Linked DNA regions of Gasterosteus aculeatus: region 2 is linked to region 1. Evidence: chromatin contacts called from public Hi-C data. All regions are on one chromosome and are shown on one strand. The core of a region is the stretch at or near the end of the contact, and the rest is flanking DNA. Distances in the headings are between cores, read along the strand shown.

The links. A called contact is a pair of places that touch in the nucleus more often than the background predicts.
Region 2: a contact with region 1 is called in a Hi-C map of skeletal muscle, with 5 times the contacts expected there. The contact joins the promoter of ufl1 here to the promoter of map3k7 in region 1. A contact is called at or near these places in 2 of 6 Hi-C or Micro-C datasets (skeletal muscle and whole body).

What each region holds. Positions count from the first base shown.
Region 1 is chr18:3,626,101-3,633,363 of fGasAcu3.hap1.1, reverse strand. map3k7 (mitogen-activated protein kinase kinase kinase 7) reads left to right here and starts at 5,925. Exons shown (of 17, transcript XM_040160655.2): 1 at 5,925-6,175; 2 at 6,727-6,846; 3 at 6,970-7,080; 4 at 7,206-7,263. The coding sequence starts at 6,754.
Region 2 is chr18:4,160,044-4,166,577 of fGasAcu3.hap1.1, reverse strand. ufl1 (UFM1-specific ligase 1) reads right to left here and starts at 4,930. Exons shown (of 19, transcript XM_040160928.2): 1 at 4,673-4,930; 2 at 4,314-4,459; 3 at 4,171-4,199; 4 at 3,937-4,034; 5 at 3,264-3,378; 6 at 2,972-3,102; 7 at 2,235-2,293; 8 at 1,999-2,145; 9 at 1,585-1,760; 10 at 1,329-1,508; 11 at 892-1,018. The coding sequence starts at 4,749.

The DNA.
Region 1 (7,263 bases), core at 4,676-7,175:
ACCAGCATACCACAGAAAGACCCAAATCCAGCTTTGCTGCCGCCTTTTAGCCTGCCGTCGCTGGCAGAAGCTGCTCCACCTCTGGACAGGAGCAGAGCTTTGCCTCGCTGCTTCGCCGGAACCGGCCGGTGTCGTGCCAGCGCTGACAGCTCACTGCTGGAAGGCCTGCTGGAGGGAAGGGAGGCGCACGGCAGAACCCTGCTGCAGTCACATGAGAGCTTTTCTAAAGGACCTCTGATGCTGCTGAACCCTGCTCTTGCACCAGTTGCAGCAGTTCTTCGTCTTTTCTGCAATTCAAACACATGATTTTGAACATTAACACCGACAGCAACAGCGTACATTTACAATAACTTACTCACCAGTTCCAAAACATCATGCCAAAGGCCTACACCTGGCATATAGTTGACTCGTGTGCCCCGTCCTTTTGAATTGATTTTAAAAGAATATAGTAAAATGTCCATTCAAGTCCTGAAAGTGCTCCAACAACCAGCCTGACATTGTCACTGCAGATAGGAAACTTCACCTCATGCACCTGTCACGTGAACGCTCCCCGGCGTTGCACGGGGGCGGGAGTGGAAGTCTGTGGTCAGGCGAAGAGACTGTGCTAAAGGGTGGTTATAATCCCCCTAAATCCCCGAAAAGGTTGTACGCCTGACACCAAAAAGAAATGAGCTTCTCGCACTGGAACGATTTCTCACGGGGCTCCTGAGTTGAGAAGGAGTGTCTCCAAAAAAACGCCGTCCACTTTTCCATGCTGTTTCTTATCACCTTCAAAAGCAAAGTCCTGCAGATCCTGCAGGAGCAATCACAAATAACAAGAACGCCCTTGATCCCTGTCTGACCCCCCCCCCCCTGGACACGGCCCCCACACCGTCTGCCTGCTCGAGGGTACGGACGTTTGCTTATCCCGTTCCTCTAGGTGCACCACGCCAATGGCTGCTCGCTTGGAGAATGTCTCCATCGGAGCCGTAGACTCTTGAATCGGTGACTACCAGAAGTGAAGTTGCCAGGAGCAGCTGATTTTATTAACTTGTGTAATAGTGTATAATATCTACAAACTGCACAGGGGGGAAAGAAGAGTAAGTTGAGGGAAATCCTGTCTGTCAACGAGCCCAATTGGATGTGAAATAGGTTTGATAAATGATTCTTCAGCAGATGCTCCGTGGGAGCAGTCGGAACTCTGTTCTTTGAGAAGAATTCACGCGGCCGTACGAGCCCTGTGATAACCTCTTGTGGTTTCAATGAAAACGATAATAACACCGCCAAGCTAGTAAATGACTGTAAAACCACCTCAGCGTTGAACCACAGTGTACCAGTGATTTGCTCTCATAATCATACACTCCAAAGCCAAAACAAATCCGCAGACAGGCCTGTCGCGCTGGTGGCTCCGGATGAAATGTAGTGTTTATCAAGATGAGTCCCGTGGGAGCTCTTTGGGGAACTAATCTACAGCTCTTGATGCTATCCTGTGAAACTGTTTTCACAATTTGTTTAAATGTGACTGATAGGATCGGGAAATATACATACATACTGGTGCAGTGAGCTAAATGCAAAAGAAAAAACAAAACCAAGGAAGAATTGACTGATATGGCTGATAATGTGGTCACTTCGTTCAGCCTCAGACATCCCATAATCCTTCTGTTAGTTATCTTGTTGGATAGAAGTCTGGATGGAGAGAGTATTGCATGAACGGCCCTGGGGAAAGTGAATGACTGCTATGAGCTACAAAAGTTGAAGTTTGAAAATATTAAAAGGATAAATCTTCAAGAATGACTTTGAACCAACTCTTCTGCTGGACCAAAACACTGATATCGGACCATTCTGCCAACGCACACACACAAAAAATCCATTCCCATTTCCAAATTCTTGTGTTCCACAATATCCGGTAAAGGCAAGGATATGGCGAAGATTAGGACGAGTTTGTGGTTTGGTAAAATTTCAAAAGGCAAATGCAAGTCTGGGATGTATTCTAAACTTAGTCGGCAGGAACATTTTGGAGTAATTGATCCATTGATCCATTAATCAACCTTCAATGAAAAGGTAATTGGTATAAACGTCATCGTCATACAGATCCCACCAAATGTTGTTCGACATAATTGTGTCATCATTGACGTTCTTAAGTGTGTGATTTAAAGTCTACACCGTCTAAGAATAGAATAAAGTACTACAACAACAAGTAACCCCTCGCGTGGATTAATTCTGACTCTACCTACAAAAAATTGCATTTTTTCTTTTTTGCATTTTTAGTTGAAAAGAATGAAAAATGAGTAGAAGAAGGCAAAATATTTTCGGTTCATTTAAAGAGTGAAACAAATGGCTACCGACACAACAACCAGTTTTTCAGAGGCTGCCCCTCCTCTCTCAGGGGCCACTTATCAAGTCTGATGCATCGTACTTTTGGAGAAACAAAACAGAAAAGGTCATTCTCTGCTGGTACCCCATTTCGCCTCGTCCCTGCCGAGCAGTCGGCCTGTGCAGCGCTGCAGCGGTGCAGCCACCCCCAACTGTGATTGACTGGAGCCGCTTTGTCACTCGGTGATCGGGAGGGACTGGAGGTCGGAGTGGCCATCTGATTCAAATCAGCCCCTTCAAGTGAGAACAGAGAGGCCAATAATGCATTCATCTCCACTCTCGGGCTTTGAACATGCCTCTGCTGTAATAGTCCCATCGCCACAGCCTTTTCAGAGCCTTCTATGGTGTTTAAGCCACTCTTTCAGGTGTAGCTCTTTGATTCATACTGCGACTCTATTGGGTATTCATGCCGGGGCCCGCAGTGCAGAAACACTTCCTCCGCCTAATACTAATTAGCCTTCGGGATTATTTTTCAGGTGCCGCACTTCATCCGTCAAATAAATCCGGCAGCGAGTGAACGCAGCATTTAGATAAAGTTAAAATGATTTTGCAAAATGACTTTCTGTGGCTGTCCCCAGTGTCTACGGTGTTTACTTGTCGCTGCGGTGCAGCGGTGGGAGTTGCTCCACTTATAGAAAGTGATTTGGGTGCAAACAGCCCCCCCCCCACACACACAGTATAATTAAACAATGTAAGTCTTATAGGTGGACAGGGGTATCCATAACGCCAACATGGAGCACTTAAAAGCCGTAAACACAAGACAAATGTTCATCAGCTGCACGACTGAGTCGTAATCAATCATACGACTTATAGTGGAGGAAACAGATTATTTCCAGTGCAGGAGAGTGCTGATGCCGACATAACAATATAAATGAATGCATTCTAATTGTGAGAAATCCTCATGTATAATGGGGGAGACAAATACTGCTCTTATATAAGTGGAGAAAAGGAGGGAGGGAGGCGTGATCGATCACTATCGGATACATCCGTTGGAAGTGCAATAGCGGCACCCTGTGGCCGCGGGAACACATAACACGCTCGGTCCTCCTGCACGGGAAGTTAGAGAGTTTAGAGAAATGTTTGATATAAGGAAAAAAATATGTTTTAGCTAAGACGTGACTGTAAAGAGATCTTGAGCAGCGTTTTCAATTTCAGAGATAGATAGCCCCTTGGTTTTCCTTCTTTAGGCGTGACAGGAGGGAGCAGGCCAACGTCACGTAGAAGTGTGATTTGTCAATCAGCATTGATGTGACGGCTTTTTTGATTGTGATTCGTATAATTGTATGAAAAATCCTTCCAAAATACCACATTAAGACACCAAGACACTGGGTGACATTGTAAAAAAACATGCACAGCTTCGGTAACAAACACTTCTGAAATTTGAGGGTTAACCCGAAGGATTGCTTATTTTGGTGATTGGATCAATAGCACCTCTGTTCTGGAAACTTCTCAGAAACTCAAAAAGCCATAGATTCTCTGAATGCCCCAGGTCTCCAGTTTGTGGTTGTGGAGTTGCATGACGCTGTGGTTATCCTAAAGGTCACAAGAGATCATATTAAACAGTTTTTTTTTAACATCATCACAATGAATACAACTGGGCTCAGTGGATCCACTAGAGTGTCAGATTTCAAGTCATACCCAATTTATTTAATTGATGCAGAAATATTTAAACCTTAGAAAGAGATTTTTTTTAGAATAAAAAAGTATACAGGCTTTTCTATGAGGACAGCCATTCACATATGGCAAGGTGAGAGGTCAATAGCTTCCGTAGAGGTAATGACTTCCTTAGTAGCCGATCCAGCCGCATCGGGGATCATCCCGATCTATGTCATTAGAAATAGAAAGACATACGTATTCTGCTCATCAAAGGCTTTTCCAAAGACTTCTATTCAGCTGTAACACGGCATCTTGAAAACCGGCTTATATATAAAATTGTGTCACGGTCTGCCTGAATGCATTGTGCAGCCCAGCTAACGACTGTATTTAGTCCTCTCGTGAAACTCCATCTGGTGAATGTTACTTTGCTACTGTGGGATTTGTTCGTGTTGCCCAAACTAGTCACGCTTCACCTGTCCAAAGGATGGAGAGCGCTCCATCAGGTCTGGCTCCTCCAAGATTTTAGGGAGCTCCGAGTTGACTTCCTGTCGGCCGAAGGTCTGAACCATATGCCGCCGTAGTCCCTGGAAAAACTTCCAGGTGAGAGGGTTTTAATCACCTTTGAAATGAGTGATTAGAATCATTATTTCAGGGCAGAGGGATGGTTCTTGCTATTAACAGCCCTCTGTTCAATATCACAACAAATTAGTTTGTGCTCATTAGTATGAGTTGTGCTTGCCTAGTGGTTTGGAAAGCCTCCATCGGGAACGTACGTTATTACTCCCAGTGAGTGGGGCATGTAATTAGCATTCGTCAAGTGCTGTGTTGATGTAAGTCCCTCTTCATAAAATGTAATTTTGCTGTTACATAAGTGTTATTTGCCTGAACAGGGAGGATCTCGCTTGCGAGGCTAAATTGTTACATCAATGGTCGCCGGAGCTTCCTCTTGATTTCAAAGAAGGACTGGCAGAAATGCTGTGAACCAACAAGGTTGTGTCATATGGGAAAGTCAAGTTTATTAGCTTTTGAATATTTAACACGCAACAAATATAGATGAATTCTACGATCGCTACAGTACGATAGAATAAAATAAATCTTGGAACATAAGGAAAAGAGGTCCCAAATGAACAGAAATGTTCACCAATCAATAGAAACACAACATACAACCACTTGAAGACAATCAAACAAGTGGAAAAGCAGTATTCAGATATTTGAGTGGTGACATTATCAACATTAAAAGTAGTCATTAGGCAACAGCAAAGCCTCTGTTGTAGTGTAGAAGGCATTATCATTCAAGCATTGACATGTAAGCAGCATTTAAAGGAAATATTCGATCTCCTTACATTGTTGATGATGTTGTTACTATGGCTTTGTTGCGTTGATGCCAATGCAGCTAGGGGACCCAGGGGATCATAACTGAGCCAAAAACCGACCATTATTATTATGTAAATTATAGTAGAATAAATCTGATTGAATCAATACTTGTCTCTACTTTTGTCTTCTGTTCTTATCTTCTATTGTTTTTTTTTTAACTTGGCTCTTTTAATTTGGCTTCGATGTTGAAAGATGTACTAACTAAACTCATTCATTGGATTTGCTGGAGTGAAAGTTAATTTGTGGCCTTGGAAACAGCAGTTTAACAGTTACATGTTTTTTACAGCAGCAGGTGCAAGCCGATATAGTTTAAATAAGCAGAATAACTAGAACTAGAATTATGCATGTTCTGTGAAAGATATTGTTTATCTTTTATTGTAGCAGCATTACAGTGTTGGAATATAATTAAACCCATGTAATGTTACAGCGGGCAGTACTTTCATTTTTGCCCCACTACATTTTACAGTCAAAATTACACTTCGAATTTCGGTTTTCATACCAAACAAATGGTTACCTTGAAGATTTTTTTTGCCTTAACTATCAGTGGTATATACACTTTCTGAAAATAGCTCTAGCAGAAAGGGTTCCACTATTAAATGGAGCATCAGTGTGCAGGGGACACAATTGCAATGCGCACACACTTCCTGATGGAGCTGCTCCTGCGAAGAATAAAAATACACTCCTAGCAAGCCAGCTAGACGAGTTGAGAAAAAGTTATGTCTGGCTGTGTAGTGGATAGAGAAAGACTATTCTTTAAAATGGACGATATTCCTCGGTTTCCTGTACATTAATAGCAGAAAATATCCCCATGCACAGAGAGCCACCGGCACTGGCGACAAGACAACTGCGAAGGGTTGGATTGTTTAAGCTAATTACGCTAAGTCCCGGTAGCTAGCGTTAGCAGCCAGGCTAGCCAGCTAACGCAAACCTGCTAGCTAGTATACTTTAGGCCTTACGTATCTTGTTTTTACTCGCAACTGTTGTATGGTACTCTTAAAATAACCTCAGCCCGGTTCTATATACATGTTACAGGCCCGTATTGCTTATGCCAAAAGCTACTTGTACATTGCAGTGATAGTTTCCATTGGGCAGCTAGCTCATTGCTAATTAAGCTACGCGGCTAGCCAGTTTGTCGGCTGATCATTAAGCCATTCAATGTTGTCTTGACAGGATTTGTTACCAGCCACGCTGTTCCCCTTTTAAAGTACACGCAGCTAGCTGTAACGTCGCTTAAGCTATTACTTAACGTTAGCCATGTCCCTGGTCAGCAACAAGTTAGTTTAAAATTGTGCCTCTGATTGCAAGCTAATTGTCTCGAGGCTATTATTGACATCCTTTTGCCCAATATTATTGTGAATAGACCTTAACGAGTGTGTTCTTGTCTGCTATTTGCTCTCTATTCAGTAAGCTACTAGCTGACGTTAGCTAGTAATGTCTCTAACGTTACCATCTGCCGACATACTTGAAACACCTCCTGGGTATCCGTTTGAAGAAATCAACTATGAGGATATTGAAGTCGAGGAGGTATGTTGTGGCACCGACTTAAGACCTCACGCTAATACTTTTCATGGATGTCCAGAAGACAAGACGGTGCTGACGGCTTCAGGAGTAACGTTTCACTTTCTGATGAAACTGTCCCATTTTCAGGTGGTGGGGAGAGGAGCTTTCGGGGTTGTTTGCAAAGCCAAATGGAAAGGCAACGATGTTGCAATCAAGACCATTGAGAGTGAATCCGAGAGGAAAGCCTTTATTGTCGAGGTATTGTTGTGATTGTCAATACCTTTTGTGGGACAGAAATGACATCCTGGGTGATGACGTTACATATTTTTTTACTTACTACGTAAATAGCGTGCATGCAGATGACGTTTCCTCTTTGTCTCCAGCTCCGGCAGCTTTCACGAGTGAATCACCCCAACATTGTAAAGTTGTACGGCTCGTGCA
Region 2 (6,534 bases), core at 3,681-6,180, 530 kb before region 1:
GTTTTTTTTTCTATTGAACAGGTATTAGTTGCAGGCTGGTAACTCCCAAATTAATCTTGTAGGTTAAAGGGAGTTTTAAAGTACGCAGAAAGAAACTTTCCCCCTTCAGTAGATGAATGTGAGAAGCCACGGCCCCTTGCTACTACTCCATCATACTGCCACAGCTACTAACTGCACTCCTAGAATAAATATAAGCGGGAAAAAAAGGGATTCCCATTTTAGCGAGTCATAAAAAACACACTGTGATGCGTCATCTATCTTGAGTGGTATGTTTTGATACTGTGAAGGTAATACAAGTGTAATGACTTTATTTAACCATATTCAACTTTCTTCAACAAAATTGCTGTTTGCTAAAGTAAATATCTAAGTATTTGAAAGAAACCTCTGTTGCGTAATATTGTACATTTCAATTTCAGGAATATATGTATATATATGAACCAGAAGCGACTGACAATGGGTCTTACGCTGTAAGTGACTTACATCCCTGCTACGAATCAGATAATGGAACGTACTCATTCACCAGCAACCCTTCCATATTATGTGTTTCATTATATGTTTTCCTTGGCGTATTATCTGTTGTCACAATAGTAATAATCTCAGTTTTCTCAGTCAGCTTTCATTCATTCAATATATATAAATAATTGTATTGGATAACTCCAAGCCCCGGTTTTAAACTATATACCAAGTCGGTAAATCATCTTGTTTTTTAACAGGACAATCCCACTGCCTTAAGGCTCCGTGACATGTCACAAGTGTAGGCAGCAAAAAAGAGGGACCCACATTTCTAACACTCAAATATGAGAAATTGGCCTGGCCAATTGGGATCGACACTTCTCTTTCGACACGAGTCTTTCTGTGTGTGTGGTCTTGAGTTGAGCATGGCAGACCCACCAGTAACCTTCTTCTTGCGCTCTGCATCTCTCTTGTCCTTTTTAGAGGTTGCTGAGCTCTCAGTCAGCATGGATGCTTGCTTTAGATCGTCTTCAGTTATGAGAAACACTGGATTGTTCTTCACCTCCTGAGAGGTTAACAAAACAAAAACACACTATGTGTTAACATAGTGAATGAGGGAGACTTTTGGTCTTATACACAACTTTCTCTCTCTGCATTGCTTTAGGTGTGATTGACTCGCACGCTAATCAGCTTGATCGATCCAACGAAGAGTTTACAGGCGGAACCACCCAGTGAATATCGTGAATATCCAAATTACCTGTTGAATTTTTTAAAATGTATTTGCATTTATGTTCAAAACGAAGAAAAAAGACTGACTGAAGAGAATTCCTTTTACCACACCGTAGTTAGGAGACATGCGACGGAGACGGCTGTACCTTCTGAGCTTTCTGCTGCATGGCGTCATCGAACAAAGAGAGGCAGTTGCTGAGGAACTTCTCGCTGACCACAACAGTCTCTCCCAGCACTTGGGCAGAGGACAGGACATTAGTGTTTCTCATTGCCTGCTTGATCAACATCCCGACGTCCTCCATGGACAGGCAGCTGGGCAAAATCGCCTAGAGGAGCGAGAGTCGGAAGTGAGTAACAGAGGCGACTAATATTTTACCATAAAACAGCGAGTTGGGTAAAGACCTGTATGTCGGTCCACGTGGCGGAGTTGACCGCTTCCTCCACGGAGGCCTCCACCTGGTCCACCAGGGTCTGACCCACACAGGCGGCCCTGAGGAACAGCAGCTTGCTGGACTTGAAGCGCTTCCTGATGTAGCTGGTGGGGTCCGGGATGCCCAGTCGGACCAATGAGTCAAACTCTGTAGGAGACGGATCATCATCATCAGTGCATCCACCTACCACTGTCCAATCAGAGGCTACCTCCAATCACGTTAACGGATCAGGAAACTTGTCATGAATCAGATAAGGACGAAAGACAAAAAGGAACTTTTAGAGATCCTGTCAACTTGTCTACAGTCAAACCCAACAGCCGACTGTGGTTAGCTGGTCTGCGATGGCGTAGGCTACACTTAAATAAAGAGAATTCAAAACCTGCACCTAGATATCCGTTCTGCTGCAGGAAAGCGTCCACCCACGCGTTCTGCGTCCTGGAGTAAATATCGGGGATGTACACAGCATTGTCCTGCCGACCTCCAACCACACTTCCCTTTAGGCGTCCTGTATTCACCAGCTCCTCCAGGACAGCTGGCGACAAAAACAAAACCCAGAGCTATATCAAAACACGCAGCAGCATCGCGCCCAGTCAAATGACCAAGTAAAGAGCCTCTCCTTACAGTACAGGAGATGTTCCTGGAATCCAAATGTTCCGATCATGCCGCTGACAGGTGTTGGCCTTCAGGGATAAAAATGAAAACAGGAATTTAATGTCACATTCTAAAAGCAATGCAATTAAGAGGAGCCTCAGGCAAGAACATTTTCATATTCTTATCCTAAATGTCCTTGTGTTTGTCAACTTATACGAGGGTTACGGGTTTGAGTCACTAATCTGTCACAACTGTGCAAAATTTGAGCAAAGGGATGGCGTGGAGAGCAGATTGACACCCCGGTACCACCTGCTGCGTACATGCTGCATTCCAGCTGACTCGGAATGCGCAAAACATCCAACCTCCTACTGGAAAACTACAATGAAACACCAAATAAAGTTGGAGCTTCCGCTTAACCCGTGCGAGAAAACGTCTTAAACAAAATTTGCACACATGCAATATAATCCCACTCTCAGTCCTTCAGTTGTGTGCTCATTGCTTCTCCGACACACGTTTTCTCCAGAAACGTACTGTAGAAAAGATGCGTGTGCAGGTCTCGCTGCTAATATATATACGTATGATCTATAACCCATTTACTGCATACAACAGCTGGCCAGACAACCTAACTACATCAAGAATCCAAGGTAACATATGGAGAGTAACTCTCATACAGATTTTTGAGGTGTAATGTATTTATAAACCAAATTGCCCCAAACTTTGTTGCACGTGTTGTTTGTGCGTGAGGCCCAATGTGTGAAATGTCTTACCTAGTGATAGCACTGAAGAGCCCACGGATTCTGGCTTTGTGACGAGCAACAAAAGCTGGAGTGAATATGATCCCCTTGTTGTGCTGGTCCAGTTCTCCCTGGATGAGCTTCCCGAGGCGCTTTGACAGCTCCTGAGAATGATCACAAAACATACATGCATTTATTCTATCATAGATTTATTTCAACATGTAAAAACCATTGATGACCATTGATGCTCGGGTTACTAATCAATACGTTTTTGCCTAATTCCTCTGATATGATAAACGCATGGAAGCTGCACACTGTGACTCACCTCAGATAAGAAATCTCCTGGGAGGTCGTAGTTTTTACAAAGTTCAGTGATGCTGATCAAACCGGCTTCTTGCAGCTTGTCGTTCACATTCTCAGCCAATCGGTTCAGGTACGTGCTACGGAAAAGAAAAAAGGAAGCAACATAGTTTGTTGCAAGTATACAAGTTGACCAGTTACTTTCCAGAGTATTAACGGCACAAGTCCTAATATTCCTTGAAACTCCTTTTTTATACATTTGAATCCTCATCATTCATGATCCTCATCATTCATTCATCATTCGTTTTGAATCCTCTATTTGTGTAATTTCCCTTTCATTTACGGTTATATTTTGAGCTTTGACACGCCATATTCTTTTGTTCCAAAATTTTTTTTGAGTCTATTGCTTTTTCTTTTCTTCAACTATGGAAATAATTCATCAATATCCACCACAAGAATTTCCTTCCGGATCACTAAATGTGTATCTTACATTATGCAAGACTTTAAATAAACATGTTCAAATAAAAAAATACCTTTAATTTCTAGCCATGGAACAAACGACATGTCTTTCAAACTTCACATCTTATAGAATCTATTTGCACATATTTTACTCCGCTTTATGGAGAGAAATATGGGCAAACTGACTCACATTGCCTTGAGGTTCAGCACTAGTGTGATTAAGGTATATTAATACTCACTCATCAATAAGTTGTCCCAGTAAAAGATGCACCCCTTTATCAGATTTGGCAATGTCCCCTGCTCTACTTTCAACATGGATCCAATCCACATTGATAATCTGAAAAGAAGGAGGGTACAGACCGAATTCTTTAAAAACCTTTAATATCACATTTTGAGAGAACATGTGTATATTCCTATCTATAGCTATATGATAGGAATATACACACGGGGCTCAAAGCAACTCTAAAACACACCTGCTGGAGATCCACGACGTTGATTCGGCCTGTGAAAGAGAACAACAGGCTGTATTCATTGTTATCTACAATTTACTATTATCTAGTTATTTCTCACAATTTCTGGAAGATGTGTTCCATTCAACTTTGAATGTGATGCTGACCTCCGTGCACGTAGAGTTCATCCCGGATCTCCCTGGTGATCTGTGCTGGAGTGATGTACTCCTTCCCATCAAGCGTGTGCACCACATCCAGCTTCTTGTCTTGGACCAGTTTCCCAATGATTTCAATGCAGTTCCTCTCCGATAGCCTGAAGAAAAGAGGTTCACGTTACTAAATTGTCACTAAGGCGGCTTCGCCCTCAAATTACAGACAATTGTGTTGGTTGTATTGTTGTTGTCATCGACAGGTGTAAAAAGAGAGGCGACAACTAGCTGGCTTAGCGGAGTTACTTCTAAAGGAAAGTTGCTAGCTCATATTAGCTTTGCTGCTAACAGCTGCTTAGGGCGAAAACTGCTCGTACCTTTGCACCGTGTCCGCAAACTGTGCTCTTTGGAAATCAGCAGCGAGTCTTCGGATTTCTTCCCAGTCAGCCGCCATCCTTAAAAGCTCAAGTGCTTGCGAAAGCAGTCAGCTGTCACTGGGTTTCCTCAACCATCCACAATCAGGGAGCAAGTTCCAGCTAACTGGCTAACGAGACAGCGCTCTGCTTAGCCACACGTCAACATTTACAGTGACGTATGACGGAGAGCCAAAAGGACCAAATCTCATCCACCCGAATCAAAGCGCGCAGAGCCAATGGTGTCCTATACTGTACTGCCACTCTGGGCACACAGATGCCGTTGAAACGAAGGAGTCCTTTCGAGGATCCAAGTACCCCAATGGGATGGGGCAGGTAGACGGAAGCAAGCGAGCAATTCAGGGCAGTGCTGATTTTTTTTTAATCCACATTTCAGCAACAAACCCTACATTCAGACCTTGTATTTCTATTAACAACATTCAAACAATTGGAGCAGAATATTGGCTGTGAATAAATAAGGAGGACATCGAATTTGAAATATGATACAATGAAAATAGTTGCATAAAAAGCATGTGTATACAAACATACAAGAAAAAATAGGGACTATAGAGTTACCATATTTATAGATATATAAATATATTTATAGAGTTTTTTTTCCGGATCCCATTTTCACCAGCTTCTTTCTGCGGTCAAAACCAATTCCATTTGACATTCCCAGACAGGGAAATATCTGGAAATCCCCTTCTTAAACTTAGCATTCCTGCCTTGCCAACAGAGTGAAACATGATATCAGAGCGAATGGAACTCAAGCTGCAGAGCAGGCCTGCTAACACTAGGGAGCAGTAGACCACAAGCAATTCCATTCCTTCCAGGACGCCTAACTGAAAGTGCTGTGTTGAACAAAGCACTCCATCATACCGGCAAAGACCCGGTAGGAGTGGAATACTGTAATTATATGTCATATGCATACTCACTGCAGGCTTGTATGTAATTAATTGCTAGTTAATTTTTCAAAAAGCACAATCTTGATGAGAAACTGTCCTTCTGTGTCTGCCGAAAGGTACTCACAACCATGGATTCTTTAATAACTTCTTTCAGAGGCCAACCCGTATAACCGTCCTCCATATGTGGTGCGTATATAGTGTGGTTGTAGTCGGATACTGTGTGACATACACACTTTCTATGAGAGTCAAGAAGAAAGAAATCAGCCTCGGGTAGTTTTAGAATGGGGAGAAAAGTTGTAAGTGGATTTGTTCAAACTTTAGGATATATTATGTGATCCTCTGCCTTCAAGCTCAGGTTTGAATGACCACTCAAGGTAAAGGAATATTATAAGATTAAAGTAACTCGTGGGAGGGGGGGTTTTGCTGGTTTCAAGGGAGAATGTGGGTGGGATACGCAGCGTTTCTGGAAGTGGAAAAAATGGAATATAGGAAGGTCCCGGCCCGACCCGTTTGACTAGTAGATTTTTATTATGTTTAAAAAACATAAACCTGGTCGGGTGGCGGCGTAAGGCTGGACGCACCTAAGTCAGATAGGATGGATGAATGTTTTACATTAAACATCTTGTTGTTTGTGGCTGTGTGGAAGTAAGCGTCCGTGTTTCGATGGCTACCAATGATGCCAGCACGATAGGACTGAATATGAGATTTGTTGTACATTAATATAAAAGTAAACAATGAAATCTACCACCACACGAAAAATATACACTTTTCTAGTCTGCTGCAGTTCTCTGAAGCAGCTGAGAGGGAAATTATTTTCCTTTATGACAGAAATGGAATTAATCTTTTATTAGCTTTATTACGTTTTACACTCTGCAATTCTAACATGAGGATGGTGGGGATTGCTGATGTTTACCTTTATCA